Linked DNA regions of Mus musculus: region 2 is linked to region 1. The links are chromatin contacts, called in public Hi-C maps. All regions are on one chromosome and are shown on one strand. The core of a region is the stretch at or near the end of the contact, and the rest is flanking DNA. Distances in the headings are between cores, read along the strand shown.

What was found. A called contact is a pair of places that touch in the nucleus more often than the background predicts.
Region 2: a contact with region 1 is called in a Hi-C map of cerebellum, with 2.1 times the contacts expected there. The contact joins two enhancer-like sites. A contact is called at or near these places in 1 of 15 datasets of contacts at CTCF or cohesin (large pre-B cells), 2 of 484 Hi-C or Micro-C datasets (bone marrow-derived macrophages and cerebellum) and 1 of 115 datasets of contacts at active chromatin or transcription factors (bone marrow-derived macrophages).

Annotation. Positions count from the first base shown.
Region 1 is chr12:79,820,357-79,823,855 of GRCm38.p6, forward strand. It overlaps a transcript of Rad51b not described here. Among named protein-coding and RNA genes, the nearest start is that of Gm3596, 9.8 kb to the right of the region's middle. Within about 2 kb of position 1,700, at least 11 of the 459 cell types and tissues checked have an H3K27ac peak or open chromatin away from gene starts, as enhancers often do. A contact at or near this core is called in cerebellum, where this site is marked.
Region 2 is chr12:80,000,547-80,004,045 of GRCm38.p6, forward strand. No RefSeq gene overlaps it. Among named protein-coding and RNA genes, the nearest start is that of Gm36834, 17 kb to the right of the region's middle. Within about 2 kb of position 1,530, at least 71 of the 459 cell types and tissues checked have an H3K27ac peak or open chromatin away from gene starts, as enhancers often do. A contact at or near this core is called in cerebellum, where this site is marked.

The DNA.
Region 1 (3,499 bases), core at 450-2,949:
AGGCTGTAACATTTCCTACTGAGGGCTTCCCATAAAGCCTCTGTTCAAGTACACAAACCACAAACTGTTTCCAAATAAGCTGTGCTGTTGGCCACATCTGTTAAGACAGCCAGCCTATGCCCTTCCCAGAGCAACCGGCCTACACAGAACGCATACCCTCGCTGAGATAAGTTGGGCTCTTTTCATTGGGAAAAACCAGTATTAATTCCCTCCAGTAAAAGTTGTCATGTTATTCAGGACAATAGCTGTCAGGACTGGAGGCATCCTCCTGCCTCACTGACCTGCCCGAGTGTCCTGCACTCTATAGTTCTAATCCCTGGGGCTTCAGTGACAGGTGGTTCCTGTACTTCAGCCTTTCAGCTACCATCCCTCTCCTCCCTTCCCCTCCCACCCCACCCCACCCCACCCTCCAGGTTAACATTCCTAAGAAAGCACTTTATTGGCTCAGTCTCCTCTTATTGGATCTCAGCACCGCTGCTCACTAGCTAGCCCCAGTGGTGGGCTGGAAAAGTAATTGGAAACATGACTGCCTGTGCCCCAAAGGTTCAAACTAGGCTGCTTACCCCAGAGAGAGGCCGAGGCATGATGAACTCGAGTCCACTCCTTCAATGGGGATCTGCAGGGCTACCCATTCTCTCCTGCACTTCTCTCTCCCCCTTCCTGTCCCTGTAGACCTATCCCTTATACTCTGTCACACCAGGAAATTTTTATTTTTTTCTCCACCTCCCAGCTGTCTGGTCGGTGTTAACATGGACCCTGTTAATGCACCCAGTCACAGAGATCTCATACTGGTAGTGAGGCTCTTGAGAATTATGTAAGAATATAAGGAAAGAGAAATGCATATAAAAACCTCTCTGCTAAAGCAAATCCCATTTCCCTCCTGAGGCCTGTACCTTCCCCCTCCTAGTCCTTAGAATAATTTCCCAGAATTACAAGCAAAAGAGGTGCTTGCTCTGAGGAGCTCTGAGGAGCGGGTAGGGCGATCCTTCATCTCCGTTCATCTCCCTGGTGCCAGGTTCTTAACTAACACGACGCAAGCAGTTTGCTTTCAAACTGAAGCTTGGAGCGCAGCTGAAGGGCTCCTTTAGGATAAAGGTGTCGGCAATTGTGTTCTTCCCAAATGTCCAAAACTCTTTGAAATTATTCACAAATCTTCGTGATTTTGGAAGACTGGTGTTGTGTGGGCACGAAAGCTTTCAAACACTATAAATAGATAATAGTGAATCCAGACACCCAAGGACTGGAGGGAAAGTTAAACTGCAACTCCAGTTTTACCATTTAGTCACTGGACGGTACTAGCTTCTGTGCCTCATCAGATAGCTGAAAGCCCACCACAGTCTGCCTTCAGATTCTAGTGTTTCCATGTTCTTTGGAGTGGTCACGCAGTTATGAGTGAAACCTAACCAAGCCGGGTGCTCTGCCCCACCCTGAGCTCTGGGTTTGTCAGTGCTGATCAGATCACCAGTCAAACCCTTTATGTGACTGACACTTTTATCTACTGACTAAAACCATAGCATTCTCCTTGCCGAGTAAGATGGCCGCCACCATAACTAGCTAAACCTGCTGCTCTGGGATTGTAGAATCCATTTTTCCTGGATCCCTTCCAGATCCCTGCTCATTCCACTTAGAGTCTGAGGTTGATGCCTATTGCCATTGGCTGTCCTCTGGGACTGAAGAGCCCATCTGGGCTTTGTCCAGCTTCTCGTGCCAGCACCGGCATCCAAACTCCACAGTCATTTCCAATCCAACAGCTGGGAGGTTGATGCAGAGACAAAGCAGAAGCCAGCTTGGCTTCCTCCCAGTTCTCCAGGGCCCTCAGGGGTTAATCAGCAACCACCTATCTTTGTATGGATGGTGTAAGCCTCAGTAGAACACCTGCTAAGACCCACAGGAAAGCTGATGCAGAAATGGATGTCGCAGCCGTTACTCTGACCGTCACTGTTTAAGCTAGATGCCCGAATCTCTGAATAAAAACAACCCGCTCAAACCAATCAACCAGCCCAGGAGACCTGTAGCTCTGATACCTCGGATTTTGTCTGTTCCGTGTTTCATAAGTTCCTTGTGCTGTGAACTTTAAGCCACATCATCTTATGTTGGCACACATGGTTTAGTGAGGGGGTCTGAGTTCACGTTCCTTAAGTGGCATCTTAGCCCCTTTCCCCTCCCCACAGCCCAAACTGGCACAACTGCCAACTTCTCTTGGTAGCTAACCCAAATGACCTTGGGCACTGGGGAATAGCTTATGCAGGGAGGGAGGAAGGTGAGAGAGGAAATAAAGGTGGAGGGAGGGCACAAACACAGCCTCTGGCTGCTGGTGTGTGTTCAGGCTAGTGTGGGAGACTACAACACACTATGTGGTTTAAACACCCGAGATGAACTCTCTCAGAGCCTTGGGGGGGCTGGAATTCCAAAATGACAGGGGTTTCCTGGAGCCTCTGACCAGGGTTTGCAGACAGTGGTGGCATCTTCTGAGGCCTTTGACCTTGGTCTGTGTCTTCAAGTGACTGTCTACTGTCCATGAGTTCCTACAGTCACCTCCGTTTAAAAAGGTATCACTTCCTATGGGATTAGAACCCTACCCTTCTGACCCCACTTAACTTTATTTATCTCTCTCTTTTTTTTAAATCATTCCTTTATTTTAGGGTTTTTTTTTAATCATTTGAGACAAGATCTCACTAATTATCCTTGGCTAGCCTCACATTCATGTGACCCACCCAGATCTTAAACTTGTGCCATCCTTCCTGCCTCGGCCTCCCAAAGCACGGAGACAACACTCCTGGGTTATTTTCCTTCTTTTAAGAGATATGACTCCAAATAAAGTCACATGTGACACTAGTGTATCAACATATGAGTTCTGAGGTGGCGTAACACCCTTAGCTGCTCTCGGCAGCAGATTCTCTCCCATCCCTCAGTATTGCCCTTACCTTACCTAAGACGCAAAGGCATGGATGTGCATTTTGGAAATTGTTAAGGGAGGGAGGGGCGAGTAGGCAAGAAGAATGAAAAGATGGATGATGGGTGGTTTGGATGAGGTAGGTTGACTGACAGGTGACTTTGGATACATTGATGGCAGCAGGGTAGACGTTGCATGCTGCTGCTTTGGCCTTGTAGCTTTTTGCAGTCCAAGCCTTGTGGCTGAGATGTCTATCCTGGGCAGGTCATAGAGCTGTGCAAACAGAATGGTGGGGACTTGACTGACTGGGGAGCACATATCTTGTCAAAGTCAACACTGGTTACTGGCAAAGAGTGCCTGACCAAAACCAAGCCTCTTTTGAACCTCTTCTAACTATGCCCCCATGTCAGACTCTGTTTGTCTTTGGTTTGATTAGCTCAGTCTTACTAAGAAGACTGCAGAATCTGTCTATTAGACAGAATGGGAATAATGGCTCCCAGTTTTTCAGAGACTGAGACGGGGATTGGTATGAGTTTGTGGTCAGACTAGGCTGTGTTGTAAGGCTCTGGATAGCCTGGAGGACAAAATAAAACCTTAACTTTTTGT
Region 2 (3,499 bases), core at 280-2,779, 180 kb after region 1:
TTCTGGGTCTTTCCATTCCATGGACCATTGGGTTTCCCTTTTGCTAAAGGAATTTGAGACAGATTTTCGGTCCTTAGCAACCAAAGAATCCTTGTATGTAGTAGTTACTCAAATGTACATTGAGAGTTGAGCAGAAGTAAGGATGCTGGCCCGCACTAGTCCTATACGGAGCAAACTCAGGTACACAGACACAGGCATGACCATGTGACTTAATGCTGGAGAGCAGCACCAAGAGGTCCCCAGATGGGACACAGAACTCCAGGCAGGAAGTCCACTAGCCAGTATCTCCTTTTTAGAATTGAATATGCTGAAAGATTAGACTATTTTCTTGAGTTTCGTCTCTGTCACACTCCACTTTGTGTACCCAAGAAAGTTGCTGCTCCCTCGTCTCAGGCATGTGTAGTTCACTATGGTTTACTCCCTTTCCTCGGGAGTAAAAAGTCTACGGTCACAAATGGCTCCTACTTTTCCCTAGTGTGTTCATCTAAGTTCTTCAGAGATTAGAACCAAGTAGATCTCTGTTTTGCTTTGATTTTGTGTTTTAAATATTTTTTGTTACTGTACAAAATAATGGATTTTGCTGTGGCATTTTCATATGTATATATTGGTATTTACTCACATAATAGTATTTAGGGGTGTGGGGGGGGATGGATTTTCAGTCAAGATTCCACTGTGTGTGTGTATGCCACATTTCTTTATCCATCCATCTGTTTGTTTGGTTTGAGACAGGGACTTACTATGCAATTAGGGTAGCCTCAATTCACTATGTATCCCAGGCTAGCCTCCAACTACCTATCTTCTGACCTTCATCCTCTGAATACTATGATTATTGGCCTATGCCAGGATGTCCAACCTAGATTTCTCTATTTCTTTATCTACTTTTTTCCTGAGCAAGCACCATCAGAGGGTTTGACCTGCTATCATCAGCCAACAGCTAGGAAACCTGAAAAGCATCCTCAGAAGAGAGAGGATGCCCACCCCTTGCCCCCCATACATACTATGAACTGAATGGTTGTGTGGACGGGCAGGACCTGCAACTTGAGCTCATCAAGAAACCTGAAGCACAACAAGGGTTTGGGGCCCTCAACAGTGCTGATCTCTTCTATTCTAGTTGAAATTAGAAAGAAGGTGTCCTTGCTGTGGTCTAGAAACAGAATCTTAGCTGTTGAGAATGAGCACAACTTAAAACTCCTTCACACACACACACACACCCGGCCTGCTATGCATGACCTGCGATCATGGGTGAGACTGCTTGGTATTTTCATACTCATGGAAACAGGGCCCTGTTGATCTCAGAGGCTCCCAGATTAAGCCTGAGTCTCTATTTTTAATCTCTCCGGAAATAAGCAAAAAAAGAGAAGTCTAATTTCAAACAGACTGGACTTTACATAGGAAATATGTAGGTCCCCTGAGACTCCTAGAAATTGTCTGAAACCCAAAGGCCCCACTTGCTTCCCCCACACCCCCTCTCCAGAGCACTAGGCCACGCCCAGGAGGCCTGGGGCTGCAAGAGAGAGTGTTTGCAATCAAAAGTCCAACCTTGGCTTGGACTGGCCAAACCAGCCCAGCCAGCTAGCCTACTGTGCCTGAGGGCAGGGGTTCTGGGTGAAGAAAGAAAGGCATTTGCCCACAGCCTGCACCCTGGCTTTGGGAGGATTCTTCTCTCACCCCCATTGCTTTTGAGTTTTCTGGTTTTTTCCTCTACTCTGAGGCTTGTCAAGTTCCAGGCAAGAAAGCATAAAAGGATTCCAAACAGCACCATCAAGCCCACCACTCTCTCTCTCTCTCTCTCTCTCTCTCTCTCTCTCTCTCTCTCTCTCTCTCTCACACACACACACACACACACACACACACACACACACACACACACACACACACAAACACACTTCCTACTCCACAGCATTCCCATCAAAATCCAATTGCACACAGTTCTGGGATCTGGAGCCAAATGAGGCCCAGTAAAAGCTTTGAAACCATTCACATGGCCCCTAGCCCTCCATAAGAGTTCCATAGTTAAAGTTCCAGCCAGAATCCTGGGCCTTGCTGGCAACCCGTGCTGCTGGGTCACTGTGGGAGGTGGGACAGGGCCCTGTAGCCTGCTGTGCCTCAGTTTCCCTGCCTGTCAGTTTAGACAACCATGACGATGGCTAATTCTGAATTGTCTGCCTGCTGGTGGGATCAGGCACTGAGGGGGGCTCAGATTTATGGCATGGAAGTCTAGGAATGAGCCAAAGTGGAGGGACTAAATTGGGTTGGGTGCCCGGCTCCCAGAAAGGCAGCCAGGGAAAATTAGACACGCTGCTGAGAGAACTATCCCGATGACTTCACAGAAGGCTCCTGCTCAGAAACAGCCACTGTGTTATTGTAACTTTCACAGCCTGGGCCAAGCTCTTCCTGGTAACGGGAAGTTTGGGATTGAAGTCGTCCGTGTACCCGGCTGTTACCGAGGTCACCCTGGGAGCTGGGGCTCTTCCAAAGGAAGCCAGCATGGGGCTTCTGGGCTTGGCGGAGTGGCTGGACAGATGGACAGTCTCTGAGTAAAAAAGTCATGGTTGTAAGGCAGGCGGGGAGGCGTGGCAAGCCCCCCTGCTGCAGCTACCTTGGTGGGAGTAAGTCTTTATGGCGTACCTCTGCCACAAAGCCTCTTGGTCTCCAGAAGCCATGTTCGCAGCAGTAAGCCAAGAGCCCAGACAGAGAAAGGGCCCAAGAACTACTACCATAGCTCCCCCACATACACCAACCCCCGGACCACAAACCTCCAGGCCCACATAATTCCCAGCAATGGATTTTCTTCTTATCCACTAAACCCTGTCCATTGCCCTTCTAGCCATTTGCTCTTTTTAATCTTCCTTTTATGCAAAAAATAAACAGCTCCGTGAAGTTTCATCCCACCCTTGTCTTCCATCGGCGTGCTTCAAATGATTACGAGAAAGCTTGGTTCACGTCGTCCAGCGAACCAGTCTAACTAGGGTTTGCCTCGTGGATGTCTACCCCTGAACTGATTTTTTTTTTCTTTCCCACCACTGCCGGCTCTCAGCCACTCATCCATCTCCTGCTCATCTCTGTTGGAAACGCGACCAGCCAGGACCAGCCAAGCCAAACAGGTGTCAGTACGCACTCAGACTCTCCAAGGATGAGAGCTCTTCTGTGGCTACCAGATTGTACCCTGACGCTGGCCAGCTCCTGGCGTCTGCCCCTGGCCCTCCCAAGATGGCAGTCTATGGGGACATAGTTCAGACACTCGATCTGGTTTCTTCCAAGTCTGGTTCCATTGGCAAAATGAAACTCCCTGCCAAGAGAAAGCCAGCTTGTCTTGTCTACGAGGCACCCATGGTACCTGGCAAGTCACCCACGCTGAGATGGCAAAGGACCCTTGGAGACTTCCACACTTGGTGAGCCATTGTGAGGAGGGAGGGAGACAAAAGGAAGATTCCCGAAGCAAATGTCAGATGCTCATAACACAGTCTTATTCTAGAAAACAGCACATGGGGCAAAGATG